Linked DNA regions of Mus musculus: all the other regions are linked to region 1. Evidence: chromatin contacts called from public Micro-C and promoter capture Hi-C data. All regions are on one chromosome and are shown on one strand. The core of a region is the stretch at or near the end of the contact, and the rest is flanking DNA. Distances in the headings are between cores, read along the strand shown. Region 1 holds the start of Rbm15 (RNA binding motif protein 15). Region 2 holds the start of Prmt6 (protein arginine N-methyltransferase 6). Region 3 holds the start of Lrig2 (leucine-rich repeats and immunoglobulin-like domains 2). Region 4 holds the start of Slc16a1 (solute carrier family 16 (monocarboxylic acid transporters), member 1). Region 5 holds the start of Rhoc (ras homolog family member C). Region 6 holds the start of Mov10 (Mov10 RISC complex RNA helicase). Region 7 holds the start of Capza1 (capping protein (actin filament) muscle Z-line, alpha 1).

The links. Promoter capture Hi-C pulls out the DNA fragments that hold promoters and counts their contacts. Hi-C and Micro-C count contacts between places; a contact is called where the count stands out from the background. Capture Hi-C pulls out chosen DNA fragments and counts their contacts.
Region 2: a contact with region 1 is called in a promoter capture Hi-C map of liver, with 6 times the contacts expected there. The contact joins the promoter of Prmt6 here to the promoter of Rbm15 in region 1. A contact is called at or near these places in 2 of 39 promoter capture datasets (liver and pre-B cells), 1 of 484 Hi-C or Micro-C datasets (double positive thymocytes) and 1 of 115 datasets of contacts at active chromatin or transcription factors (extraembryonic endoderm stem cells).
Region 3: a promoter capture Hi-C map of liver shows a contact between it and region 1, with 4 times the contacts expected there. The contact joins the promoter of Lrig2 here to the promoter of Rbm15 in region 1. A contact is called at or near these places in 1 of 39 promoter capture datasets (liver) and 1 of 9 other capture datasets (liver).
Region 4: a Micro-C map of embryonic stem cells shows a contact between it and region 1, with 6 times the contacts expected there. The contact joins the promoter of Slc16a1 here to the promoter of Rbm15 in region 1. A contact is called at or near these places in 2 of 39 promoter capture datasets (cranial neural crest and pre-B cells), 1 of 484 Hi-C or Micro-C datasets (embryonic stem cells) and 1 of 115 datasets of contacts at active chromatin or transcription factors (embryonic stem cells).
Region 5: a contact with region 1 is called in a promoter capture Hi-C map of embryonic stem cells, with 4 times the contacts expected there. The contact joins the promoter of Rhoc here to the promoter of Rbm15 in region 1. A contact is called at or near these places in 4 of 39 promoter capture datasets (cranial neural crest, embryonic stem cells, liver and 1 more), 1 of 115 datasets of contacts at active chromatin or transcription factors (embryonic stem cells) and 2 of 9 other capture datasets (adipose tissue and liver).
Region 6: a contact with region 1 is called in a promoter capture Hi-C map of stem cell-derived epiblast-like cells, with 4 times the contacts expected there. The contact joins the promoter of Mov10 here to the promoter of Rbm15 in region 1. A contact is called at or near these places in 5 of 39 promoter capture datasets (embryonic stem cells, liver, neutrophils and 2 more) and 1 of 9 other capture datasets (liver).
Region 7: a contact with region 1 is called in a promoter capture Hi-C map of liver, with 4 times the contacts expected there. The contact joins the promoter of Capza1 here to the promoter of Rbm15 in region 1. A contact is called at or near these places in 2 of 39 promoter capture datasets (cranial neural crest and embryonic stem cells), 2 of 484 Hi-C or Micro-C datasets (CD4 T cells and CD8 T cells), 6 of 115 datasets of contacts at active chromatin or transcription factors (the 230-238 cell line, bone marrow-derived macrophages, embryonic stem cells and 3 more) and 2 of 9 other capture datasets (adipose tissue and liver).

Annotation. Positions count from the first base shown.
Region 1 is chr3:107,331,292-107,335,201 of GRCm38.p6, reverse strand. It overlaps Rbm15 (RNA binding motif protein 15), which reads left to right and starts at 1,913. Exons shown (of 2, transcript NM_001045807.1): 1 at 1,913-3,910. The coding sequence starts at 2,122.
Region 2 is chr3:110,248,838-110,252,747 of GRCm38.p6, reverse strand. It overlaps Prmt6 (protein arginine N-methyltransferase 6), which reads left to right and starts at 1,749. Exons shown (of 1, transcript NM_178891.5): 1 at 1,749-3,910. The coding sequence starts at 1,777. The coding sequence ends at 2,913.
Region 3 is chr3:104,509,669-104,513,578 of GRCm38.p6, reverse strand. It overlaps Lrig2 (leucine-rich repeats and immunoglobulin-like domains 2), which reads left to right and starts at 1,661. Exons shown (of 18, transcript NM_001025067.2): 1 at 1,661-2,123. The coding sequence starts at 1,888.
Region 4 is chr3:104,636,497-104,640,406 of GRCm38.p6, reverse strand. It overlaps Slc16a1 (solute carrier family 16 (monocarboxylic acid transporters), member 1), which reads right to left and starts at 1,743. Exons shown (of 5, transcript NM_009196.4): 1 at 1,579-1,743.
Region 5 is chr3:104,787,397-104,791,306 of GRCm38.p6, reverse strand. It overlaps Rhoc (ras homolog family member C), which reads right to left and starts at 2,273. Exons shown (of 5, transcript NM_007484.2): 1 at 2,224-2,273.
Region 6 is chr3:104,816,128-104,820,037 of GRCm38.p6, reverse strand. Mov10 (Mov10 RISC complex RNA helicase) reads left to right here and starts at 1,733. Exons shown (of 20, transcript NM_008619.2): 1 at 1,733-2,102. The coding sequence starts at 1,966.
Region 7 is chr3:104,862,662-104,866,571 of GRCm38.p6, reverse strand. It overlaps Capza1 (capping protein (actin filament) muscle Z-line, alpha 1), which reads left to right and starts at 2,067. Exons shown (of 10, transcript NM_009797.3): 1 at 2,067-2,232. The coding sequence starts at 2,194. It overlaps St7l (suppression of tumorigenicity 7-like), which reads right to left and starts at 2,066. Exons shown (of 14, transcript NM_153091.3): 1 at 1,264-2,066. The coding sequence starts at 1,477.

The sequences.
Region 1 (3,910 bases), core at 664-3,163:
GACTTTCAAGTGGTAGGATTAAAGGGGTACACCATCATGCACTGCTAAATAAATCTTTAAAAGAATTTTTTTTCCCAGTACTAGGAATTGAACCTAGAGCTTCACATAGGTGTCCAAGGGTCCTGAGCTATGTCTCCAGACTTTTGTGTAGGGGTGGTTTTAAGACAGAATCTCACCAAGTTACCAAGTTACTCTAGCTAATGAAGAAAGCAATTGTGATCCTATCCGCAAGAGCAGCTGGGATACAGGTGTTCCAAAAGCCACATAACAGCTACTTTTAATATACAAATATGTCTATGCTTTATAGTATTTTGCGGTTTATAACTTACATATTGAGCTTCTTTCAAATCTTTTTGCTGTGACCAAGAGAGTTTGGCCCAACTGTTCACCAATTTCAGGGTTATATACCAACAAAACAAAACGGTTGAAATAGGGCTAATCAGGTTGCTGTATCTAATCTTCAAGTAGCTTATAAATTTAGAATTCAAGTTTTGGGGAAGGGCATTCTTATCACCTTGTAAAATGTCCTGTTTTAAAACACATTCTCTACTCAGTCTTAGAAGATGTAAATACCAAAATCTTTCTCATCTCTCCTAGGTACATTTTTGGGAAGACTGCAAAAAGCCTATTTCCTCTCACCAGGAGGTAAACGCTAGTGGGATAGACTACGCATCTAATCTCATGATCACCAGTATTACATAAGCTTAAGAGATTCAGGTGCATGGGGTCGCAGAGGTGGGAGACGGGAGGCGTTTAGACGGGAATCACGGTTAAAGGAGTCAAAGGAAGTGGATATAGGAGGGAGCAAGGTGGCCATGTTACTGGGTCCTACTATGGATTAATCGGAGTGCTGGAGTCCTAGAAACGAGATAAATGTAGTGTCCGCACAGTGAGAAGTGTGACACATTAAAGCAAAGCACAGCTATATTATGTCTCACACATCTTTTATAAATGCAAACCTTACAGGGATTCACAACATAAAGCAGGAAGCAAAAATCTGCAAGTGGTCCTGCAGGTCGGACCAGTAAGTGGGCTTGCAGGACACTGCGGGCCCTAAGGCGGCCACTGAGACTGGCCAGGGCTCCGCGGCGCTGTTCCCTGTGTCCGCGGGCGGGCAGTGACTCGGTACCGCCCAGGGCGTCAGCGTGACCCGAGGCTCTGTGAACCCTGAACTCACCGCCCCAGCGGGCCGCACAGACCGGGGCAGGCGTTTTCTCGCGCACGGGGGTGGGGCTTTTTCAGGCAGCTAACTAAGATGGTGTCGGCTGGACTGTCCGGGACAGCTGCCTAGGCGGATCGAGTGAGGGCCAGCAGCCGGAAGGACCACCGAGCCCATTGTCCCGCCCAGACAGGACAGTGAGGAGCCCGCAAGTTCCAGACTCGAAGGACCGAAGCACAGGCAAGTACGCCGTAAGGACCTAACAAATGTTTAAGAGAACGCCGAAAGCGCGGGGAGGCGGGCCTGACTCACTGTCACCATCTCGCGACAGCAAAGTGACGTCGCACAGCAAGCGCGTGGTCTTAGTCTTTCACCTTCAGACGCCTCAGTTTATGGGCCTACTCCTTTAAGTGAGTGATGGACAGCGCTTTTATCCAATCATGTTCCTCGTCAACATCCAATCAGATTTAAACTTTCTTCAGCCGCCGGAGAAGTTGGAAGACTGGGGTCGAAAGAGAGCGAGCGAGTGAGCGAGTGAGCGAGCGAGCTCTTTGTCTCTCGCGAGATCGGAGAGAGCCAAATTCTCAGGAAAAAACGCCTGAACTGATGTCCAGACTTCCCGATAGTGATTTAAAAGACGTGGCCACAAACCAATGAAAGGGAAGAGAAGGTGGGATCGCTGCGTTCGCCGTGCTAGAAGTACCGTTACAGGGCAGAGTTTTTGTCCAATCAACGCTTCTAGGCTTTGGGTCAGGTGACCATGAAGTGCGAGGGGCGGAGCTACAGCCTGGCGCGAGGAACCGTTAAGATAGACAACGAATATAACCAATGAGGTACTGGGATTAGGGCGTTGGGAACCCAATAACAGCGTCGGGGCGGGCGCCTTCCCGGAGCGCGGGGAGATGTAAAGACGGACAAATAGTTTTTCCAATGAGAAGGCTGAAGAGTGAATTAATTGACCAATGAGGTCTGCGGGGCGGGAGCCTTTGCCGCGGCGGAGTCCAAGATGGCGGCGTGCGAGTCCGCTGTGTGAAACGAGCGCGGGGTGGCGGGTTAGTCAGCTCCGCAGAGACGACCTCCGGCGACCCTCAACAATGAAAGGAAAGGAGCGCTCGCCGGTCAAGCCCAAGCGCTCCCGTGGCGGTGAGGACTCCAGTTCTCGTGGGGAGCGGAGCAAGAAGTTAGGGGGCTCCGGCGGCAGCAATGGGAGCAGCAGCGGGAAGACGGACAGCGGCGGGTCGCGGCGGAGCCTTCATCTGGACAAGTCCAGCAGCCGGGGCGGCAGCCGCGAGTACGAGACCGGCGGGGGCAGCTCCAGTAGCCGCTTGCACAGTTACAGCTCCCCGAGCACCAAAAATTCCTCAGGCGGGGGCGAGTCGCGCAGCAGCTCCCGGGGTGGAGGCGGGGAGTCACGTTCCTCCGGGGCCGCCTCCTCCGCGCCCGGCGGCGGGGACGGCGTGGAGTACAAGACCCTGAAGATCAGCGAGCTGGGGTCCCAGCTGAGCGACGAGGCGGTGGAGGACGGGCTGTTTCACGAGTTCAAACGCTTCGGTGATGTAAGTGTCAAAATCAGTCACCTCTCAGGTTCTGGCAGCGGGGATGAGCGGGTAGCCTTTGTGAACTTCCGGAGGCCAGAGGACGCGAGGGCGGCCAAGCATGCCAGAGGCCGCCTGGTGCTCTATGACCGGCCTCTGAAGATAGAAGCCGTGTACGTGAGCCGGCGCCGCAGCCGCTCCCCGTTAGACAAAGATGCTTACGCCCCGTCATCCAGCGTGGTCGGGACCTCAGTCGGTAGCCACCGGCACGCCCCTGGAGGAGGGGGAGGTCAGAGGTCGCTTTCCCCTGGAGGTGCTGCTCTGGGATACAGAGACTACCGGTTGCAGCAGTTGGCCCTGGGCCGCCTGCCTCCTCCACCCCCGCCACCATTGCCCCGAGAGCTGGAAAGAGAACGAGACTATCCGTTCTATGACCGGGTGCGCCCGGCCTACAGCCTGGAGCCGAGGGTGGGAGCTGGAGCAGGTGCGGCTCCTTTCCGAGAAGTGGATGAGATATCACCTGAGGACGATCAGCGTGCCAACCGGACACTTTTCTTGGGCAACTTAGATATCACTGTGACGGAAAATGATCTCAGAAGGGCTTTTGATCGTTTTGGAGTCATCACAGAAGTGGACATTAAGAGGCCTTCTCGAGGCCAGACCAGTACCTATGGCTTTCTCAAATTTGAGAATCTAGACATGTCTCACAGGGCCAAACTTGCAATGTCTGGCAAAATTATAATTCGGAATCCAATCAAGATTGGTTATGGTAAAGCCACACCCACTACCCGACTTTGGGTGGGTGGTCTGGGACCCTGGGTGCCTCTTGCTGCCCTGGCACGAGAATTTGACCGATTTGGCACCATTCGAACCATAGACTACCGTAAAGGTGACAGTTGGGCATATATACAGTATGAAAGTTTGGATGCAGCTCATGCTGCCTGGACCCATATGCGTGGATTCCCACTTGGTGGCCCAGATCGTCGCCTCAGGGTAGACTTTGCAGACACAGAACATCGTTACCAGCAGCAATATCTTCAGCCTCTGCCCTTGACCCACTATGAACTAGTGACGGATACTTTTGGACATAGAGCACCTGACCCTTTGAGGAGTGCTCGGGACAGGACACCACCCTTACTATACAGAGATCGTGATAGGGACCTTTATACTGATTCTGACTGGGTGCCACCCCCACCACCGGTTCGAGAACGCAGTG
Region 2 (3,910 bases), core at 500-2,999, 2.9 Mb before region 1:
TGGACATCACATACATACTTGATACTCTTGGAGGCCAAAGGAAGGCAACAGGTCCCCTGGGACTGCGGTTAAAGCCAACTGAGAGCATTCATGTGGATATTCTAATCTAACCTGGGTCTTCTGGAAGAGCAGCCAGTGCTGTCCATTGCTCCTGTTCCAGATACCAGTACACATTCTTTAAATTATTGTTTTTATGTTATGGCCAATGAAGAGATTAATTTATTGTTAACCAAGCTTCTTTTTGACTAACAGAAAAAATAAAATAACTGAGCCTGTGGGTATCAATTCTGGCTTTAAAAGGAGATATAGCAGAATTTTTTTTAAAAGTGAATTGCATTGGAAAAGAAGTCAAAAGAGATGAGTTTCACCATTTCTCCAAGCAAGTGTTTTTACACAGATACATAGATTTAAGTGTATGTATGTGTATATATAAGCTGGTCACCAAAGACACTGGAAATGGGTTTGAGAATATCATACCCTTGATGTTAATTGTTCTTTAGTTTGAACTACAGAAGTTTCAGAACAGGACTCAAGACCAAGTAAACTATTCTCCAGAGACACAGTGGTGGCTGATACATTTCATGGCCACAGCACTTCTTCAGTATTTGCCCTGGAGCTTAACGTACCTCAGGGATCACTTTGGACTCAGAATCAAGATCTTGTATTATTTGGTTTTCACTTTGCGTCATACATATTCTTTGTATCCTAACTCTGGTTAGAACAGAGAGTTTGGTGAGTTACAACTGTCAGAGAAGGGACAAGAACTGTGCCACATAATTCAGTAGTGGGGGGCGGGGGAGGTCCTGTGAGGGAAACATAGACTTGTAGCTGTAAGTGGTGTGCCTACATCAAGAATGTGTAAAAATGAGTGTAGTGACTATTCCTGGCTATCATCAACTAGACTATATCTGGAGTGAACTACAGTCCAGAATTGGAAGGCTCACTCACCTGTGATCTTGAGGCTGAAAGACACAGGTTTCTGACTTGAACCGAGTGGAGGTTTTTTTGTTTGTTTATTTTTTCTTTGAGGCAGGGTTTCTCTGTGTAGCCTTGGCTGTATTAGAACTCACTCTGTAGACCAGGCTGGCCTCGAACTCAGAAATTCGCCTGCCTCTGCCTCCCAAGTGTTGGGTTTAAAGGCGTGAGCCACCACGCCCGGCCTTGGCAGGAAGATCTTGAGGCATATGGCCATGAAAAGTTTAGCCTCAGGCAAGGTAGTACATGCCTTTAATCCCAGGAAACTTGAGACAAAAGCTCAAGGTCAGCCTGGGAAAAGGAAGTCCCAGATCCGGAAGTGGTGATACACACCTTTATTCTGGGACACACCTGCGGGAGGCCTACATAAGGTCACTGGAAGAAGGAAAACTCACTTTTTCTGCCAGGACGCCGTGTGGGACTGAGCAGCTGCTAGATCCTTGGATTTTCATTCACAGCTGCTGCTGACCATCTTTGGGGACTACAGATTGTAAGTCATCAACAAATTCTCTTACTCTACAGAGGCTACCCATACGTTCTGTGACTCTAGAGAACCCTGACAAGGGGTAAAAGGAAAGGGCAAAAACTGAAAGGATCTCGGGAAAATAGTGTGGTCTTAGAGAACAACTTGTCATGGCGTTAGAGGAAAATAACGGTGTGCCAAGATTGACTCTGGTTGAGCCTCTGCCCTCAGGAAGCGGGATGCAGGAAGCGGACTACGAATCCCAGCAGGCCCCGGGGACTCTGAGCCTGCGCACCGCACCGCGCAACGAATGCTGGGGGTCGGCTGCCGGGGCCAAGATGTCGCTGAGCAAGAAAAGAAAGCTTGAGTCGGGGGACAGCGGAGGCGCCGGCGCCGGAGGGGAGGGAGCCGAGGAGGAAAATGGCGGGGAGCAGGAGGCGGCCCCGCCACGACCCCGGAGGACCAAGAGCGAGCGGGACCAGCTGTACTACGAGTGCTACTCCGACGTCTCGGTCCACGAGGAGATGATCGCCGACCAGGTCCGCACCGAAGCCTACCGCTTAGGCATCCTGAAGAACTGGGCCGCGCTGCGAGGCAAGACGGTGCTGGACGTGGGCGCGGGCACCGGCATTCTCAGCATCTTCTGTGCCCAGGCCGGGGCACGGCGCGTGTACGCGGTGGAGGCCAGCGCCATCTGGCAACAGGCCCGGGAGGTGGTGCGGCTCAACGGGTTGGAGGACCGCGTGCACGTCCTGCCGGGCCCGGTGGAGACCGTGGAGCTGCCGGAGCGAGTGGACGCCATCGTCAGCGAGTGGATGGGCTACGGACTTCTGCACGAGTCCATGCTGAGCTCCGTGCTCCACGCGCGGACCAAATGGCTGAAGGAGGGCGGTCTCCTCCTGCCAGCTTCCGCGGAGCTCTTCGTGGCCCCGATTAGCGACCAGATGCTCGAGTGGCGTCTGGGTTTCTGGAGCCAGGTGAAGCAGCACTATGGCGTGGATATGAGCTGCATGGAGAGCTTCGCCACGCGCTGCCTCATGGGCCATTCGGAGATCGTGGTGCAGGATCTGTCCGGAGAGGACGTGCTGGCCCGGCCGCAGCGCTTTGCCCAGCTCGAGCTGGCCCGAGCCGGCCTGGAGCAGGAGCTGGAGGCTGGTGTGGGCGGGCGCTTCCGCTGCAGCTGCTATGGTTCCGCGCCTCTACATGGTTTCGCCGTCTGGTTTCAAGTGACCTTTCCCGGAGGGGACTCGGAGAAACCTCTGGTGCTGTCCACCTCGCCTTTTCACCCGGCCACCCACTGGAAGCAGGCGCTCCTCTACTTGAACGAGCCGGTGCCGGTGGAACAAGATACGGACATTTCCGGAGAGATCACCCTGCTGCCCTCCCCGGACAACCCCCGGCGTCTGCGCATACTTCTGCGCTACAAAGTGGGAGACCATGAGGAAAAGACCAAAGACTTTGCCATGGAGGACTGAGCGTTGCCTTTTCTCCCCCTCCACCTTCTTCGGAAGGTCCGAAGAGAAAGGGAGATCGCCTATGCAAGTTGGGGACATAGCTGTCTCTTTTACCTCACCGCTCCAGTCTTCATTTGAGGACATTCTTCTGGCAGTGTTTATTTTAAAAGTGAGCATCCCTGACCAAGGACTGATGCAGTGTGCTTACTAACGGGCTTTTAAACCTGGAAAGCATGTAGTATAAAGAAACTCTTGTATTTCTGTTTCTTTTGTTTAACTGCCGGGGTTGGGGGGGGGGCAATAAATGTGATCTTTTTATAATTGGTCCACGAGCTAATCTGACACCTCCCCATCCCTATCAGTATGAAACTGGGAGAAAGGCAACATGGTCTGATTACATTTCAGAAACTTGCAGAATGATTTTTAAAGCTGTTTCTTTCAGCTGGAATTCTCTCAAGTCTTGAGTGCCTACCTGTGCTTCCTTATATTCTAACGTTCATATTGTTAGTAAGGAAGTGGGGCACAGGAGAAGTATTTTAAATAACCCTGCTCTCCTTACGCTTAATTCACGGAGTGCTAAATTTGATGAACCTTAGTAAAATGGCTTAATTTTACAGCCTGCCTAGGCAATTCTGAGAGTGACAGGAGAAAAGGTCTGAAAGTGAAATAGTGATGGGGTGTTAATATTTTTATTTTGACTTTCAAGACTGAGCCGAGAAAACCTATGTTTTATAATATAAATATTTTTGTGACTCTTGTAAAGCAGTCTGATAGGGAAGGTTGCTGAACCTAGCCCAAGGGCGGACCCTTTACCTCTTGTGCTGGCTTTATTTAAGCACAGGTCTAATTCTGTATGAAAGGAACGCGAGCACTCTAATCTAATAAAAGTTCCTGTCTTCAGTTCTTCTTAGTTCAGACAACTGTGAACAGTGTGCATTTGGGGAGCTCCCTTACAATGATGTGTGAGTCAGATTGTCACATTTACTTCACATATTTCCTTTCCCTCCTTTCTGTGGCA
Region 3 (3,910 bases), core at 412-2,911, 2.8 Mb after region 1:
TGTGGTACACAGATAACTTATGTTAGCAAAACACTCACACACACTGAAAAAAAAAAATCAGGGGCTGGAGAGATGGCTAAGCTCTTGTTCCTCTTCCAGAAAGCCCTTGGAGGCCAGAAGAGGGCGTTAGAATCCTCGAAGCTGGACTTCATGCTGTCCAGTGTGTGTGTGCTGGGAACTGAACCCTGGTCCTCTGCAGGAGCATTGTGTGTTTACTGAACAGCTAAGCCATCTCTGCTGTCCCCGAAGTGTACATTTTTGATGAAGTCCAATATCTCTATCACTTTTCTGGCTTCACATTTTGCTTCAATGGTAATAAATAGTAGTTGCTGTTAGTTTTCATGGTCATGTTTACTGGGAGAAGAAGGGAGAAGAAGCTGAAGGAGACACCTTTCTAAAAGTCCTCTGCAGTAGACAAGCACACGAGGACAGTCAGAAAAGTAATTTTAACCCAAAGGCATGACATGGATGGAAATGGTGTGTGTGTGTGTGTGTGTGTGTGTGTGTGTGTGTGTGTGTGTGTAAGTGCCACAGGGTGCATATGGTGATCAGAGGACAGGGACTTGCAGGAGTCAGTTGTCTCATTCTACCATGTGGGGTCTGCGAATTCAACTTAGGTTGATACACTTGGTGGCAAAGCTATTATTGATGAAGCATCTTACCCACCCTGTTTTTCGTTTCTCCTCTTCTTTCATACAAAGCATACTATGCAGATGAGGCTGAACTGGGACTTGGGTTCTCCTGCCTCAAATTCCCAAGGAGTGCTCAGACTGCAGGCGTGCTGGTCCACACCTGGCTTGCAAAGTCTTTGAAAAGTATAGACACTATATGTCAGTGAACCATTACTGATATTTTCATTTTTACTCATTTTGTAGGTAACACACAGCGGAGAGATCACAAGGTAGCTAGATTCCGCTGTTCCCAGTAAGTCTTTTTACTTCAGGATAATTTCCTTCCAGTCTTCTTAACTTTGTTGATTGCTCAAAAACCTCAAACAGAAACCAGAAAACCCACATCCTCAAACCAACGTTTTATCTATTTGTCCCACTTGTTCTTCTGAAGATGAAACAATATTTTCCCAAATCGAGGAAAGAATTTTCTTTAGAGACAATTATTGAACTCCAGGCTACTGTAGAAGCCGGAGGTGTACTGACTAAATAGCGCCTCTGCCAATGGGAACTTGAAGTCCTTTCACAGTGACAGCGTGCCATGCTCCGGGAGAACCAACTGCCACATTTTTTCAGGGCAGGGAGTTCGGCCGCAGAGGCCGCCCTGGTTGGGCTCCGGAGACTGATGTGGTCGAAGTTAGGTTTAGATCGCGCACTTATTTGCAGCTGCTGCTTGGCATGCAGCCCTTGTGCCATTCCCTTCTGCAGGAGCCTACAGAATAGGTCTTTTTTCACTACTACTGCAGATCAACCGCAGTGAGGATTTGGCGTTTCGGGTTTCGCTTTTTCCATTCTATTTCAAGGCCCTAGTGCGCCCACAAGCGGAGGAATAGCTGCAGAACTGCAGAAGCAGCTCGGAAAAGGAGAAAGGGCCGCTGTAATGCTCGCCTCCTAGGGGGCGGGGCAATCGTAGGCCTCGCCTCTCTCAGAACCCAATTTCCGACGCAACCTCATCCCGGGGCTCCGATTGGCTGGCTGCTGAGCGTGAGTACGTTGCGTCGCGGGGCGGGGCGGACGAGCGGTGTCTGTCAGGGTTTCAGCTCTACGCCCCCGACCGCCGCCCCCTCCCCTGCGGTAGCGTCGTTTCCTCCTCTCGCCCGCTCTGAGAGGGGACAAGTGACAGCCCGGGCTCCGGGTGGCGGTTTAGCCTCCGGGCATCTCTCCTCAGCCGACTCTCTGAGCTAGCTGCTGTTCTCGAGCGGGTCCCGGCCAGGGGAAGATGGCGGCCGCGCCCCGCGGCATCTGGGAGCAGCGGCGCCTGGGCTGTGGGTTGGGACCCCTCGCACGGTTGCTCATCCTTGCGCAGGCGCTGCGGCTGCTGCCCGCTGCCCGAGCCGGCCTGTGCCCGGCGCCCTGCGCCTGCCGTCTTCCTCTGCTGGACTGCAGTCGCAGGAAGCTGCCCGCGCCCAGCTGGAGGGCACTGTCGGGCCCGCTGCCCTCCGACATCTCCAGCCTGTGAGTAGAGGGTCCCAGGGCGCGGTCGCCACCGAGTTCGGAAGGGAGCTGCCTTATTGAGATTGTGAACTTTGAATGTTAGGGTTTCCCGGTACTCGTGGGAAGATAGGGGTTAAGATCTGGGGTCTGTGACGTTCCGGGCTGGAGATGTTTAATGTTGGACTCACGGGTCCTGAGCAGCACAGCTGAGACTCTGGATGGCTGTGGGTCGGGTCCAAGTGCAAAGCCCTCTTTGGGCTGCATCATTTTTTTTTTTTTTTTTTTTTAAAATTCCAGCTTGACTGGTCCTTGGGCACGTGATGCAAACACGATCTCTCCCAAAGATACAGGATCTCTCTTTTGTCCCCAGTTCTCCCATCGGCTCATTGTATGTTTCAGTTTTGATACTTGAGTTCTTGATAGGGTTGAAAACCTCTGCATGCCTAAGGAAGATCATTGCTGATCTCTAATGTTTTGTAAGAGCAGTTATTCTTTAGTAGTCAGTTTAAAGAGGGGAAAGATTTTTTTTCCCCAAATCACGATACTTTGTCTTCACTATGTTCCTTTGAGTTAAAGAACCTTCATTTCAGATCTCTTTGTTTATGTATGAGAATCCAGTGCAGTGATCGAGTGGATTCTCTAGCTCTGACTTTAAATCCTGACAAACTTGTATTAGCTAGTGGCATTTGGAGAGCTCACTGCTCTGAGTCAGTAGGCATTAAATAGAACAGTAGGTATTAAATGCTGCAATTATGAGACTTCTTAGCCACCAACATACAGTTATGTCTCTGCCACTAACTGATCAACGTGCTTATTAATTGACTTCTAGAGTTACCTCTGAAAAAGAGTTATCACTAAAAATAGTTTTGTGATATAATTAAAATACAAAGATTGGTTAGGTTCTTAATGGAAAAAGAATACAGGTAGAACATCTGTATTGCAGAGGTTAAGTATACATTTGCAGAACGTATTTATAGGTTAGCATAGATAGGAAAGAAGCTAATTCCTGTATTCATTGAGAAAATTAGTAACTGCTACAGTTACTATAGAATTGCAATATAGTAATACAGCTCCTGTCATTTTGTGGTGGTTATATCTGAGGCTTATTCTGGTTTGACTCAGACTTTAGTATTATCATTTAGCATAGTCTGAATTAATCCAAGCACAGCATCTTCTTTATACAGTAGGTGCCTTTTTTGAAGAAATTGATGAGACAGCTACCTGATTATGATAGACTGAATCTGACATAGGTTTAAAAACAGTCTGACTTAATGTAACTAATTGAAGTAAACATGGCCTGCTTTTGAAGATCCTTCAGTGAGACTTGCTGAGTGTGTTTGTTTAGTATGCATGAAGTTGGGTTTGAACATTAGTGCTGAAAAAAATAAGAAAAAAATCATTAGCAAGTATATAGTAATGTTACCAAAGATGCTAATTGCCAGAAGATAACTGACATTTGGATTTATTTATTTATTAATTTTATTTATTTATTTATTTTGTTTTTTACCTTTTGTGTTTTGAGAGGGGATACTGCCAGGTAGCTCAGGATAAGCAACTCTCCATCCTCCTGCCTCAGCTTACTGACTGCTGCCCACCATTCCCAGCTTGCATTCAGAAAATTGAAATAAAAATTAAATTGACATTTTTAGTTGAAGTGAAATGCCTTGGAGAATAAATTCCCTTATAGTCGATTATTTTGAATATAGTTTCACTAAAAATACCAAATCACAGGCAGAATGCAGCCATGTTCTTTGTCAGGGTGTCATTCGAATGGGCTCTAGTTTGGTTGCCTATAGAGTCCTTGTTCT
Region 4 (3,910 bases), core at 494-2,993, 2.7 Mb after region 1:
GTCAACAGAGTTCCAGGACAGCCAGGGATACACAGAGAAGCTCTGTGTCGACCCCCCCCCCCCATCTAAAGTCTTGAATTATTGGTCATTTCTTATGATACTTGGAAAGCAAAGTTGTAAAATTTAGTCATTTTTACTTTTTTTTTTTTTTTTTTGAGAAGGGTCTCACTATGTAAAGCCTATACCTCCTGCCTGTACACCTTGGATTTAATTTCCGAAAGGTTAAGGCGATGGACTGACCACTTCCTTCTCCTTTTTTCCTCTCTCTCTCTCTCTCTCTCTCTCTCTCTCTCTCTCTCACACACACACACACACACACACACATACACATCCCCGAAGACTTGGACTTAGAAGCACCATTTACCACTTAATTAAAATAAATGAATGATGAATAAATAAATTCAAGAGTCTCTTATTCAGCTGAGAAAAACAAGCAAAACACGAGAACAAAAACCCACCCTGCTTGATTTAATTCCCATCCACCCTTTCCCAAACTCTCGTACAATTACTAATCTCACACATCAGCATATACTCATTTAAAACCAAAGTAATTTTTTTTCAATGCCGACGATCAAACTTTGGAGCCTCAGGCATGGTAGGCCAGGCAGGTAGGTACTCATGCCACTGAGCAACACACCCCGAGCCTAAGCGGAATGACGCCTTAAGATTTCAAAATTAGTTATGGGTAAAAAAAAACAAAAGTAGTTTGTCACTGTGTAACTACTAGCAGTAGCCCGCCAGTTTATAATGAGCCACTGGAAAACGGGAAAAGACTGAAGTAGTAACACGTGCGTTTCCTGGTTGAGTGATCAGACGCTAGTTTTCGTAACTGCTGGTTGCACCAAAAACGCCATCATAAAGAAAAGCTAAAATGTACTCGGCAAAGGGATGTACTTGGCCCAGAAAGTGTGCTCTGACCAAATATAAGGACGTTTAAATCTGCTCCACAGGGATGCCTTGGGACCCCGTGCCCGCGGCAGACGCGCCGAAGCCACAGGTTGGACCATAAAGAGCCCCTTCCTCAAAGTTCACTCGAACCCCGTAGTCTTGTACCGGCGGTCCGCAATGCAGCTCCTCACATTCCTCACACCACTCTAGCAAGTCACCTGGTGGGACACCGATTGGCAGACCGGGGAGGCTGGGCGGGTATGCCACGAGTCCTAAGTAACTCCCGCCCCAGCAGAAGGCGGCAGGAGTGCACCACGTGAAGCGGCCTCAGGTCGTCCCTCTTCCCGACCTAAGCATCTCTCCAGGCGCCTAGAGTAGGCAGCGCTGGAAGCGTCTCCCCCAAGGTCACCGGGCACCATGACCCGACTCCCGCAGCCCGGCGGCCGCCACCTGACCACGGGCCCGCAGCTCGGCCGGGAGAGACGCTGTGCCCAGCGCCTCAAGGTCCCCTTCACCCACGCCACGTTCCGGGCCACGCGGCTCCGCGCGCCCAGGATGCCGCGTCGCTCGCCCCGACCCTTGCCCCAGGGAGGAAAGTCCCCGCGTGCCCGCGGGGCTCCGCGACCCCACCGGGGCACCAAGGGCACCGCGGATTCCGTGCCGCGCGCTGCCCGCTCAGCCCGGACTAACCGTTATGTGTGTCTCGCGGCGCCCGGAGTATGCGTGACGCGGCGGCGCGGGCCGCAGTTCCTCGGAGCCGGGGGGGTCCCGCTCGTGTCCCCTGCCCGCCGCCGGGCTCCTTGGCTGCTGCACCTACACGACCGACCAGTCACGTCGCAGCTCGCCACTTTGTCTGGCGGGGCAGGCGCGGCTGCCTTATAACCCGCGGGGGCCGGAGCATGCGCACAGGGGGTGGAGTCGGCCTTCCCGGCCGCCGCCCCCTCCCTGCCATACATACTCCCAGCTCGGCATCTCGCGCCTCCACACGCTGCGGGCTGCGCGTGCCCGCTCGCTCGCTCGGGCGCGCGCGCCGGCGCCCCCCTTCCCGCCACGTGACCCGGCGCCGCGGCCCGGAGACCCCGCACATCCTTATCAGCGCTCTGAGGGGGTAGCTTCTTTTGGCGCGTGCCGGGGACGCCATCGTGGGCCTCACCCCTCAGGCTCTGGAGGAGAAAAGGGGAAAAAAAAACTGCCCTGAGGGCGGACCCTGAGGTGCAGAGGGCGAAGGCGATGGACCGTCGGAGTCCGGGGACTGAACAGCATTTTGAATGGACGGACACTGGTAGACTCCGATGTGGGCCTGGAACCCGGGCTCGGGGACCCTGGGAAGTTGCTGGAACCCTCCGGGCCTGTTTCCTTGCGCTACATCAGCCACTATGGAGGCGTTAGGAAGTTTAATGTGCGATTTTACGCAAGTATCTCGTCACAGAGCCTGACCTGTGGCATTTGATGAACGCTTAGTTTAAGGACAAGCCGGTCAGGAGAAACTGGCCCCGGGGCAGAGAGTGTGTACGTTGGAAACGCTGATATGAGCATGCTCTTAGGCCAGAAGTTTATGAACACTGGATTTGGGGGACGGGTCGGGATTATGGCTAGTGGGATTAGGACAGTTGCATGCTAAGTAAGCACTGTACCAGAATTATCTTGTATGATCTTCACAACCGTATTAGGTGCCAAGAAGATCTTGTAACTAAGGAACCCCGGGCTTCACGAGGTTAACTGGCAGAAGTCACCAGGCTAGGAAGTCGCCAACATTTAAAGTCAAAGCCACAGAGCCTGGTGTCACAAGAGCCATTTTCGGTTCTTCACCAAGCCCAGATTCCAAAGTGTCTTGAAGTGGTAAACTAGTGAGTACTCTTGATGGCCAGGACCCTTGATATTTTTATTATTACGAGATGGGTATTTGGTTGGTTGTTTTTGATTTCTTGTTTTTTTTTTTTTTTTTTTTTTTTTTTTTTGAGATAGCCTCGTGTGTGTGTATAGCTCCACCTGGCCTGGAACTCATCATGTAGATCAGGCTGGCTTCGAACTAAGAGAGCAAACATGAAAAAAAAAAAAAAATCAACCCGCCTCTGTCTCCCTACCGCTAAGATTATTTGTTTAATTTTGTGTTTTGAGACATGGCCTTATTATGTATTCTCTTGGCTGGCCTGAAACTTGTAACGTTGATTAGACTGGCCTCAAACTCAAGAGATCCGCCTGGTTTTGCTTCAGTGCTGCTATTAAAGGCATGTGCTCCATCACACCCAGTGAGAATATTTTTTAAAGTCAGGCCTTCTGGCTTCCAAGGCTCTTACTGCATACCAAGATCCTGCCCTCCCCGCCATTTGCTCTTCGACCTCTCCCTACCTACACTGGTTTTCCTAATCCTCCGAAATAGGCCCTCTACTTAGTTTTGTGGATGAAGAACCAGAGATTGAAAAGAGGCCCTGTGTGCCCCAGCACTCAGGAGGCAGAGGCAGGCAGATTTCTGAGTTCGAGGCCAGCCTGGTCTGCAAAGTGAGTTCCAGGACAGCCAGGGCTATACAGAGAAACCCTGTCTCGAAAAACAAAACAAAAAACCAAAGAGGCCCTGTGTGCCTTCAGCTCCCCTCTGCCTCCTTTCAGTATGAAGAGTTCATACTAGGAACTCTTAGTAGGATCCAGTTTGAAATCCACCAAGTGCTGCTTATGAGCAATATTTTGTCTTTTACATCTGATAAATACATAGAAGGGAAAAGCTCTTCAGGTCTTTAGGGTGGTTGGAACTTAAAACAGTAGTGGTTTAGGGTTGTTAGGATAAGACATTCAGTGGTACAACATTTAGCTTGCAGGAGTCTGGCCCCTGTTTAGACCTTCAGCACCACAAAAAACGGAAGTGGGGGTACTCGAAGTGTTATTGTGGTAACTGTTCAGGGAGATGGTTTGAAAAGGTGAACTAGAGAGGTGGGAAGTTTCTGGATGGTTTTGTTTGTTGACCTCAAAACCTTACCTGTCTGTGTATGTGAAATGCTCATAAACTTGTGACACTCTCTCCCTCCCC
Region 5 (3,910 bases), core at 1,024-3,523, 2.5 Mb after region 1:
CCCCTTCCCTTCCCCAAAGTCTCAAGTCACACAAAGAAGGCTCAGTCCTGGCAGCTCACGGTCAGGCAGCCTGTTCCGCTGCCTCCCCACCACCACCACCACCCATCCCCTTTTCTGGGCCTGGCAGCAACACTGGGTCACTCAGCCCCTGACAGGGGACAATGACCACACTGTGGGGAGCCACACATCTATCACAGCATTGCTGTGACGGAGCTAAACCCACTCGGGAATCACCTCCACCCACTCTCTGGAACAGCCCCTTCCTCCTTGTGACCAGCTGACCCTTAGGCCCAGCAGACACCTCCCTGTGACTCAAGATAAGGAAGGAGTCAGCTTCTCAGAGTTTATATGTGTCCTACACCCCAGCACACGTGAACGAGCAGTTCAGACCACAGGGAGCTGACCGGGTCAGTGAGGTCTCCAGACCTACACAGCCTGGCAAGGATCATGCCAGACAGAGTAGAGATGAAGCGAAGGCTGTGGGGGAGGGAACCAGAGCCTGGGCTGGGAGGAGCCTCCAAAGAAAGGACTAGTGAGGATCAGTCTAAGCTTTTGACCAGGCAGGGAGCAGTTAAGAAGGGCACAGTAACCTGAGCTCAGCCCCAAACTTGGCTTTGCCTTTCAGTCCCACATCCTGTCTGGCTCTGCTCAACTCTTAGCTCCCTACAAACCACCTCAAACCCTGGCCTGTGCCTGCCTTTTAGGAAGCAGAGTACTCCAGCCCCAGGCTGATTCTTTTCAGCATCAGGCGCCTGGGTGGTTCCTCCCTCCCCTACACCTACACACACACACACACACACACACACACACAAAACTGGGATGTGAGGAAAGAGGACATGAGTCACAGAGAATTTATAGGAGTTGCGTATGCACAGCCACACTTACCACCCCCCATCTCAAGGGGCTTTCCCTGGTACCCCCGAAAGACTGGGAAGAAGGCATTCGCTATGCTGCATATCTCCTTCAAAAATGAGGTCTGAGAGGTATATCCAGGTAACCCACAGGATTTCCTCCAACTTCCCCACCTACTCCCATTAATTCAACCAGTCTAGCTGTACACAGGCTGGCGGGGACAGCCCCAAGCCAGGGTGGGCAGTGTGGATGGAGCGTGATCCCTAGGACACTTAAACACTAGTCACATCCCCATGCGTGAGCCCCGGCTGTCCCACAGCAGCAAGGCGGCTGAGCATCTGATGGTGGGAGGCAGAGGCCGGAACTTCGTGGCTGTGTTAGAGCCTCCAGCTCCGAAGACTTTGCATCTAGGCTCTGCTTAGGCCAGAATAATTGGGGACTCAGGCCAAGCCGGGACATTAGGCCGAAGGCCAACATGGCATGGATGGCCTGGCTAACACTCCCTGTGAAAGGCGGCTCCAGCGGAACTGCCCCACTAACCCTAAGAGAGACAACGAAAACTTCACCCAGGGCCGGGAGAGGGGTCTGGAACTTCTGGGACCTTCCCTAGGACAAGCCACTAGCCTTCCTTATTCTCTTGATTTCCCAGGTGATCCAACAGGCCTTTGTACTCTGCTCCCCCCGAGATCTAGGCGAGGAATCACTCTTCGGGCAACACCTTTTCCTTAACTTTAAAGCCAGAAGTCAAGGAAGAGCTGGACTCCAGCTTTCAGCCCAATTCCCTAACACTCCCTAACTTCCCAAGAGGGTACGAGGAAGAGTTGGGGATTGGGGTGTTTTGTTCTTCCCCACCCCCCTTCACTCTCAGACACATATACACAACACAGGAGCGGGATCTTTCCTAGTCTTCTCAACCTCTCAGCTCAGATCAGCTCCAAAACCCGTCTAGGGCGGCGTCCAGACCCGCCAAGCAGTAGCAGCCTCCAGTGGTCACATCCCATCCCTATTCCCGCCATTCCCCATCCCAGGCCAGAACTCCCACCCCTAGCCAGCCTGAGGCCCTGTTTCTTACTCCCTGCCCGGAACTGGAGCGTCTGGGTTGAGTCGCTCACGGAGATCTAAGTGTGTCCCTGGCCCAGCTAGGGAGGTCCAGAAAGGAAAGACTCAGAAAGGGAAGGACTCTGGGCTCTGGTTCGAGAGCTTGGAAGGCTAGAGCGCCTGGCCCACAGCTTGGGGCGCTCTCTCTTGCCTGGCCCGGAACACCCCCCGCCCCCCAAGCCGCTCCCGGAGCGATCCGGGAATCGGGAAAGTGCTCTCCTCCGAGGTCAGTTCCCACGACGCCTCGCCACCCACCAGCTGGGGCCCCGGTACCTTGGGCTCCACCGCCTCCAGCTGCGCGGCCAGTGCCGGAGGCTGAGACTGACCCGGGCCCCGCCCCACTCTCCAGCACCGCTCTGGGGCGGGTCCATCAAGGGAAGGGGGGGGGGGTCGACGGGGGCGGCCCTTAGCTTGGCCCGCCTCCGCTCCCGGCCCCGGGCGGCCGCAGGTCACCCCGGCTGAGGACCCGGCAAGGGGCGTAGGGCTGGCTGGAGCTGGAGGAACTGTGCCCGGAGATGTCTGGATTGCTGGGTGGTGAGCGGGCGGGTGGGACCCCGGATAACTCGGCCTCTGCCCCACTTCCAACCCGTGGGGGGCGGACCAGCTTCGGGAAAGTTGAGCGGCTTCCAGGGTGGGGTCAGCGAGGGCCACTGCTGCCCTCGCGTGGCCATCCAGACCTCGAAGCTCCAGTATTTCCTACACCCTACCCGTGACCGAGGGGATGGGTTATACAGAAGCTGCCCACTCTCTTATCCAGGAATCACTGCAGTAAGTGCAACGTGACGCTATCCAGAGCCCTGGAGACCTTTTGTGATCTGCAGTCCCCAGCCACCATCGCCTTAAAAGTCCCTTCCTTCCTTCGCTGGGAATTTCCCGACGTCCTGTTAAGAGCACACTCCTGGAAGTGCTGCCGTGTCCTCAGCTGGAAACTGACCTCACACTCCTATTGTATTGTTGTGCTGTTGATCCCAATCTGAGGTGTTACTTACCTGATCCTGTATCTCCTTCCTTATAAAGAGCCAAAGAAATGGGTGTATAAGGAAATCTACCAATGCTTTATTTACTAGTGCTGGATACTTTAAACACACAGGTCTCTAACTCTGGAATAAGTTCACCCATACCCGTTCCCTTTTGCCTGTAAAGAAAATGAAGCCCAGAGAAGTGGTTTCTCACTATTTGTGACAGCAGGAATTTCCAGTGAGGTGAGCCACGATGACACACAAGAAGCAAAGGCAGATGGATCTCTATGAGTTAATTCCAGGCCATCCTGGGCTACAAAAACTAAATCAGTCAAATTTACAAGCAGGCCTGTGAGGCACCCAGGCAGGTGCTGGCTGCCTGCTGCCTGCCATGCTCCCCCTCCTACCTGCCCTCTGTACCATTCAACCAAACTCTGCTCGTCATAGGTTTCAACAAGTATTTCCCAGAATAAATGTATGTCATATGGAGTCTACTGCAGGTGCAGCTGGCCGGGTGGTTCATGCCTGTCATCTCAGCACTCCCGAGGGGGCAGAGTTACCACAAATTCCAGGCCAACATAGGCTGTGGAGTGAAGCTGTCTCAAATCCAGGCAGACAACATACGTAGACACTCACTCAGGATTGGAAGCATGGACCATACATTTGATAAATCATATAACTGAGGTGAAGGGTGTTTTGTCCACCAGGCCTCTGAATTCATTCAGTAAACATTGGTTGAATGTGAACTGAAAACTATGTACTAACCATGAAACTCTGCCTTCAGATAACGTATAGTCTAGCCCAGCAGTGGTGGTGCATGCCTTTAATCCCAGCTCTTGAGAGACCAAAGCAGGAGGATCTCTATGAGTTTGAGGCCACCCTAGTGTCCCAAAACTACTTAGCTAATTCTAGGACAGCCAAGGCTACACAAAGAAACCCTATCTTGAACAAAACATAGATAAAAATAAGCAAACAAACTTACAGTCTAAATGAAGAACAGA
Region 6 (3,910 bases), core at 484-2,983, 2.5 Mb after region 1:
CTAAAACCGAATGCATCAAAACAGTAACTTTCAAAGTAGAGCCTTCCAGAAGACAAGTAGAGATGTCACATTGTAACCAAAGCCACTCACCATTCAAAACTTACTCAAGTTTTTACATGGACTACTGTCTGTGTTTTGAGAATGTTCAGATAATCCAGAGAAAGGGCTGAGGTCCTCAGGTGACCAGATTTGCTGGTCTGAATTGTTAATGTGTGATAGTGTGAAGGGCACAATAAAAAAAAAAAGCCTTTTTAGTTCTTCAGTTAGTCATGTGTCTGGTTATTTTGAGTAAATTATGTCATTGGATTCTGGTTATCAAGTGTAGCCTTGGGTGCATTGGGATTCCTAACTAAGCTATTTCTGTATGTCTAAAAGGCACTTTTATTGTGCTCATCATAGGTGTATTTGTAGGATTTTGAAATGATAAAGAATAGCAATTTTGTTTTTGAGACTGTCCTGCTGTGTAACCCAAAGTGGCTCAGACTCTTAGTAGACCTTCCTCAGACTCTCAAGAAGTGGGATTACAGGCTTGGACCACTGTGCCCCAAAACAACAGTACTTTTTAGAAGTCTATTATCTTCTCTGAGCCTGCATCATATAAAGTGGATGGGAAGGTCTGGAGGTGTTAAGCATCTGGCTACTCCTAGTTTTTCCCTCGAGTTTACATCAATTTCTAGGACGTAAGATTTCCCTGTTCCTGTAGTCTCCATTCCTGACTGCATAGCATACTCTTGGCTTAGGAGTAGTTAACCAAGGGGGAACTTGACCCTGTTCAGGGCATTCCCTACCCTGGGTTAGACTGTTGCTGCCTATAAGGAACCTTGGAGAACAGTAACTTTGATACATGTGGAATTCTGGTAGATTAAGCCTTTCTCACTTTCTCATTGTAGTGTGTATGGGGTTTGTTTGTTTTGGGTTTTGTTTTTGTTTTTTAGTTTCATTCCAGGGGATAAATAGGTGCAGAAGGCTTGTTTTACATTTGTTGTTATAGTAGCCCCACCCCTTAGTTTGCCTAAGCATATTGGTCTACTTCTTTTCCTGGTACTAATGTTGTCAGTGTTAACCATTTATTGCCTAGCACGCCTGGCTCTCTAGGTGCTAATGTTTTTTTGACTGGCTGGGCAATCATGATTTACTGCCAATAAGTAGTGAAGAGTAACACAAACCGAGTGCCCAAATGCATAGCTCAAGAGCAAGAATCTCCAACCTTGAAGTATTATGAAGCCTGTGTGACCCAGAAAAGCAAGGACTGGGTCTTGGCAGAAGCTCTTGTCCCTCTCTCCCACACGCACACCCCTTTATCTATAGAGACACTTGCTCTCCCTCCATCCATTCCCCACACACACACACACACACACACAACTTTGACTTCTGCCTTCCTCTGTATCAGAAAGCCAGAGGAGGGAGGGAATGGGGGAGGGGGCGTGCCGCTCGCTTCCGTACTGGTTTATGTCCCTGGCAGTCTGGGGGAGGTGCTGGACGAGCGGCCCCAGTCCAGCTGCAGCCGACCCATGTCCGGGGCTCTGCCCTTTGCTCTGCAGCTTTTCTATGTCCCGAGGCTCTGGAGAGTGGGCGTGGGAGTAGCCCTAGCTGAGGCTCCAAGGTCCTCCGGGCTGTTTAGGGGGCCCCAGGCGATATCCACGTTCGGATCCTGGCTCGCTGCCAGGGGAGGGAGCTCGGGGTAAGGGGAGGGCCCTGAGGGAGGGGTCAGACTCCTTAGGAAAGAGTTAATGTGAAGGGGGGGAGGGGATAGGACGAAGAGACCGAAAGGAAGGCTCAGGTAGGAGAAGGACGGAGGAGGGGAGGCAGTCGGGGAGAAGGTGGCTGGCCGGAGCAGACGTCAGAGGTAGGGGGCTTTTCCCCTTTGCACCCTCACCCCAGACCAGCCAACTCTAAACCGCGGCGGCGACTTTCAGTTTCATTTCCGCGGACCCTCCTGCCTGGGCCGCAGCCGCCGCCGCCGCGATGCCTAGCAAGTTCAGCTGCCGAAAGCTCCGGGAGACCGGCCAGAGGTTCGAGAGTTTTCTGGCCGAACGTGGACTGGACCTGGAGACAGATCGTGAGCGGCTGCGGACGATTTACAACCACGACTTCAAGCCCAGGTACGGGCCGGCCCACCACGGGCCCCAAGACGCGGGGCCAGCGCCCCGGGTGGTGGGGCCACCTTCCCGCCGCGGGTGCACAGGGATGCAGCCCGGGGCCGATCAGGCCGGTCCGGTCCTGGCAGACCTACTCCGTCGTCTGCCCACGCCCAGCCAGCGCCACCCGTAGCCCGCCCGCTCTGCACAGCCCAGCCCGGCGGGGAGGGGTCGGTGCCCACGCGCGGCTCGCGGTGGTCGGGGCTCGATGGTGGGGGAGGGGAGTCCCACAGGGAAGGCGCTGCAGGCGCGGGCCAAGCGGGGATCCCCGCCCCCTTGTTAAGGGAGGACTGCCTGCAGGGTCCACGCTGCGGGAGAGCTGAAGAGGCCCAGGGTAGGCGGGAGAATCTCGGGGAGCTTTAGGGAGAAAAGAACACAAACTGCGTAGGCAATCAAACCTCCCTTAGCACCTGTGGCTTCTCCATGGAGACTCGGGGCCAGGGACAGCCTCCTAGAGGCCCCTTTTCCCTATGGCTGAAGATATTTGGTTTCCTTTTCCTGTTACCACCCAAGTAAAAAAATCAAAGAGACTTCTGTCAAACCATAGACGAACACCTCTAGCAACAGGCTGCTGCTATGGATGGAAGCCGGAGAAGCAATTTAGCTGGGATGAGTGTAAAGAGGTGCACTAGTAAGCAGGGGAATGGGATTGGGCCTTAACAGATTTTGAGAGATTTGCCTTGCAACTGACCAAAATGCTAGTATGGGTGAGATATGGCTGCTGTTACGTGATTTGGGGCGAGTTTTAGACGGAATTAATAATGATAGTGTAGCTTGAGGCTAGGGGAGAAGGTAGGAGTCCGCGTTAACCAGAATATTACTGTTATTCATGAACATGTCTTAAAAGGAACATTAAAAGGGTTGAGTGGCTTCTTGAAATAGAGGCAAAGACCTGTATTATGCTCTACCCTGTGCTGGGTACTGTGGGAACACACAGATGAAAACTATGCAGTACGCAAGGTATGATATGCATACAGCATAGTCTATAGTATGCCATACAACAGGCTGAAATGACGCCTGGGATGGTAAGGAAAATGCTGAAGGAAGGTAAAGAGCACTTAGCACAGGATGGATAGTCAACAAGTCTCCACCCATGTGTTCACCTATGTCCACAAAGTGCAGTGTGGCTCTGATCACAAGTCCAGTACTTTGGAAGTAGGGAAAAAAGAGTGCCTAACTCCAAATACAACGGATTGCTAGGGACTTAAAGCAGATGTCTGGGTGTTGTTTACTGAATGGAAACATCATACATCAAGAGCAATTCTTGCTATAAACAGACCAGAAGGTTACATATGGAAAGTGGAGGGTGTGGAACTTGATCAGATCATCTGAGCGGTAAAGTTTCTCACTAAGCTAATTTATCAGGGCTATCATTTATTCTAGTCAAGTTTATAACCATACAGGTTGGCCTCAAACTTTCAAACTTAAATGGGTCTCCGGCCTCAGGTTCCCAAGTGTACATGTGTGTACTATATGTGTGTACATGTGTGCACTATATATAAGTGCCCACCAAGGCCAGAAGAGGGCATCGGCTTCCCCGGAGCTGGAGTTCCATGCAGTCTTGAGCTGTTGACCATGCTTGGGCATCTAACTTGGTTACTCCAGAATCCAGCTCTGGGCACTGAGCCATCATCCCTCCAACCCTGGTTTACTTTTGAGATGGGATTTCACGTAATCCGGGCAACACTTGAAGTTACTACGTTGCCAAGGTTGACCTTGAACATCTGATTTTTTACTTCCACTCTCCCGTGCTAGAATTACACCCCACCCAC
Region 7 (3,910 bases), core at 818-3,317, 2.5 Mb after region 1:
TAGTATATGCCTCTAAATCCACCACTTAAGAAGTGGCTCAAGGGATCAGGATGTCTTGGCAACATCCTGGCCTCAAAGCAACAAGAAGAAGTAGAAAAATAAATGACAAACTCGATGAATAGCACTTTAATGAGCACACAAATTACCATTAAACACTTCACCAACCTATTACAGACAAATTAGACAGTATGTGGTACCAATACTCTAAAATACAAAAAGCATTTTAGAACATTATCCTATGGTCTTTCATGTCATCTCATGAGACAGAAAAGGGAGACCACTGCCTTCTCAAAGGACAGAAAAATTAACAGTGTCACCATCTAACAGAAATATTTCACCAGGCAGTGGTGGCACACAGCCTTTAATCCCAGCACTTGGGAGGCAGACGCAGGCGGATTTCTGAGTTCGAGGCCAGCCTGGTCTACAGAGTTCCAGGACAGCCAGGGCTACACAGAGAAACCCTGTCTCGAAAAACCAAAAAGAAGGAAATATTTCCATCTTCTTCTGAGGCTGCAGCAAAAAATACTGCAATAACGCCACAAAAGATCCAGGAGTCCATCTTTTCATCCTACCTACGGCCAGGGAATAGTATTTGCAGAATCCGCACAGGTCAACACTGCTTACAAGTTTTTATCTTTGGCCCAGGCTACATGACAAACATTGTACAACTGCCGAAGGAAAATATTAAACAAACCCACCGTTGTCTGCACTTCTCTCTCCTCTCCCTTTCCTAGACTATCTTATTACTCACAATAAAAATATTACGAAAAACGTCTCTTAACCGAACTGTCTTACAATAAAAGTATGGTCCACTAAAATCATAGCATTTTCTATCGTGTATGACAGATGTGCTTATCTTGCTTTTCTGGGTGTGAGTTCTTTTAAGTTAGGCAGCTGGGAAACTCTGAGGTACGACTTTTCAAGGGGCCCTGCAAACGATAGGAATGTCTATAAACTGTGTGTACACATCTGGGAATGCTCTCTTCTGTCCTACTACCTGGAGCTTGCAGCGTGTCAGGTAGCTTTTCCTGTGGTAGCGTAGACAGAATAGAGAGGGCGAACCTTCAGCGATCTAGGGAGGGGCCGGGAAACTGCAGCACGGTTCTAACAATCAGCTGCCGGGTGGAGGTGGCCCAAGCGACAAAAATAAACCCACTGGAGCATGCAACACCAATTTCCTTCTGCAAAGCCCTCCATGTCTCCCCGAGAATCTCTGATCTTTGGCACTTGTCCCCGACTGTCCGGGAGGTTTGGGCCTCTCACCCGCTGTCACGTTGTCACACAGCCTCAGCGGGACCCTCAGAGCGTAAAGCAGCCCCAGCCCCGCCAGGAACCACAGCGTGGACCCAGAGTTCGCCAACCCGGCCTTCAGCCGCTCTTTCCAGCCCAGCGGCGGGCCCAGGCCCAAGCCAGGAACAGGTGCATGGGGACACCCCACGGCCCGCGCGGCTTCCGCGAAGTAGTCTCCGTCCGCCATCTTGCGGCTCCGGCAGGCGCCGGGACCTGGGAGGGGAGAAGGGCCGGAAACCCGGAGTCGGGAATCCTGGGATAGTGGCGGACTTGAAGCTGGCCTCTGTCTAGGCTGAGTCCTGGGGAACTGGCTGGAGATCTGGAAGGTGGCGGAGCGCGGTGGCCGACTGAGGGGCTACCTAGTCCTCTAGGAGGGCGGGGAAGCATCTGATGGTGGCGCTTATTCTTCTGGAAACGGACTCAGTGTGGCGCCGGAGGGAAGTGGTTTTTCTTCCATACGTGGTTGAGGGTAACCTGTCGCCCTGTGCCGGGGTCGGAAAAGTACTGATGTCTCAAAGAGCCGAGCAGCTCTTAGTGCCCTGGACTCGGCGGCCCAGGAGACCAACCGGATCAGAAAAACTTAGAGGTGTAGCAACTGCTCCATGACCAGAGGGAGCCCAGACGCCACGCAAGAGTCGAGGCCCGCCACCAAGCACTCCAGGACGAATGGGAAAGTGACCGGAACTCAGGGAGAAAGATGTTAAGGCTGCAAAGCCCCGAGGGGCAAGCCGACTTCCTAGAGCGCCGACTCCAGGCTGTCACACCCGCGCGGAACTGACATGGCGCCCTCTTGGCCTGAGCTTCCGGGCGGCTCCTTCCGACGGCCCCTCGGTGATTCCGCCACTCAGCTTCCTTCCCGGCCTGCCTCGCGCCGGCCCGCCGGGCTGGGCCAGAGCAGCCAAGATGGCCGACTTTGAGGATCGGGTGTCGGATGAAGAGAAGGTAAGGGGTCCGCCTCTCTCTTTTACTTCCTTCCTCGACGGGGCCCAGGGGTCCGAGCCGGCAGCAGTGAGAAACCTGGCGGTGCCCCCAGGAAGAAGAAGGTTGTTTCCCGGTGCTGGCATAGTCCCTCTGGCCCCGGGACGCTTCCTTCCTTAAAGGAGCTTTCGTCTGCCTCACGGTGGCCCCAGTCCCCCAGTCCTCAACTCTTTTCATCCTGGACAGAGCACAACCTTCTTTCAAGAGGAGACACTTTGCCTGATTGACTTTTAACTCTAGACTCTTTTCTGTAATTATAAGAGAGGAGGTGAAGGTGATGTCGGGACGTGTCAGGCAGCAGTTATTTTACCGCTTTTGGCAGTTGGGGCTCACCCCATCCCCCCATTTATAGGTATGATTGGGGTTAGTTTAGAACGAGTCACTTCCTGATCAGAGTGGCCTCCTTAACTTCCCTTTTGCTCCTCCTTCCTCAGGAAGTGATTTTGCTGTCAGGACTCCTTGTCAGGGAGGGAGAGGTCCTCTGGTGGTGTCTGTCCACCGAAATACACACCCTCTCTCATCTTTTCTCTACTACTGACGATTAAACTAATTGGATAAAAATAAATCAGTAAACCTCAAGGGATTTGCTTAAGAATTTGACCAGCACCTTTATTCCTGCCTATGCTCTCTTGTGTGAACGTTTAGCCCCAAGGTGACTCCGTCCCTTCTGTCTTAATCTTAACTATAATTTTTTTCAAAGTCTTTTGTTTTGTTTTGTTTTTTTAACTTCCTGTTAAGCAGTGAGAAATAGCCAGACGACTTTTTTTTCAACTCCAGAAAGGTTAAATGGGTCGTAAATAAACCTCACATTTAACACATTCGGTTTGGATGAAACACCCAACCTTTTTTGATGACCTACTATGGTGCTTTATAGCTGGGTATGTCAAGAGTGTCGTTTGTGTACATAGATCTTTAAAAGTGTTTTAAATACCAGGGTGTATTCCAAATTTGATAGTATAACTTTTTCTGACAACGTACATTTGCTAAACTGTCCAAAAAGGAAAGTACTTAGTTCTTCCATAAACACAGACTCTTAGGGCTGCTACAAGTTAGAATGGTCTCATTAGCTAACTTAGGGACAAGAATATGTCTTTTGTTTCCTGCAGTGACTGTTACAAAGTATGTGCTCTCCAATGTTCTATAAAATCTGCCTGGGTTCTTCGAAAAAGAAATTGGAGATTGTTGACAGGGGAACAGACTATTTTTAATCACTTCTTCAAAAAGAATAATTTAACATACACCTGTGTATGAATGAGCCACTGTCTTTAAATGCTGAAAAGGGTGCTTACCACCTTTATAAACCACTTACCAGGATCCAGGGTGGCAGTTTGTTAGTAGAGTCTTAGCATGTGCAACATCCTGTGTTTGAACTTAAGCATTAGTAGGACAAAAACTAAAAAGCCACCAAATAACACTTTAGTGTTGATTCTCTTTTTTCTTTCTTTTTTTGTTTTTGTTTGTTTGTTTGTTTGTTTTCGAGACAGGGTTTCTCTGTATAGTCCTGACTGTCCTGGAACTCACTCTGTAGACCAGGCTGGCCTCGAACTCAGAAATCCGCCTGCCTCTGCCTCCCAAGTCCTGGGATTAAAGGCATGCGTCACCACGCCCGGCTAGAGTGAATGTTTTTATTCCTTTTCTTAAG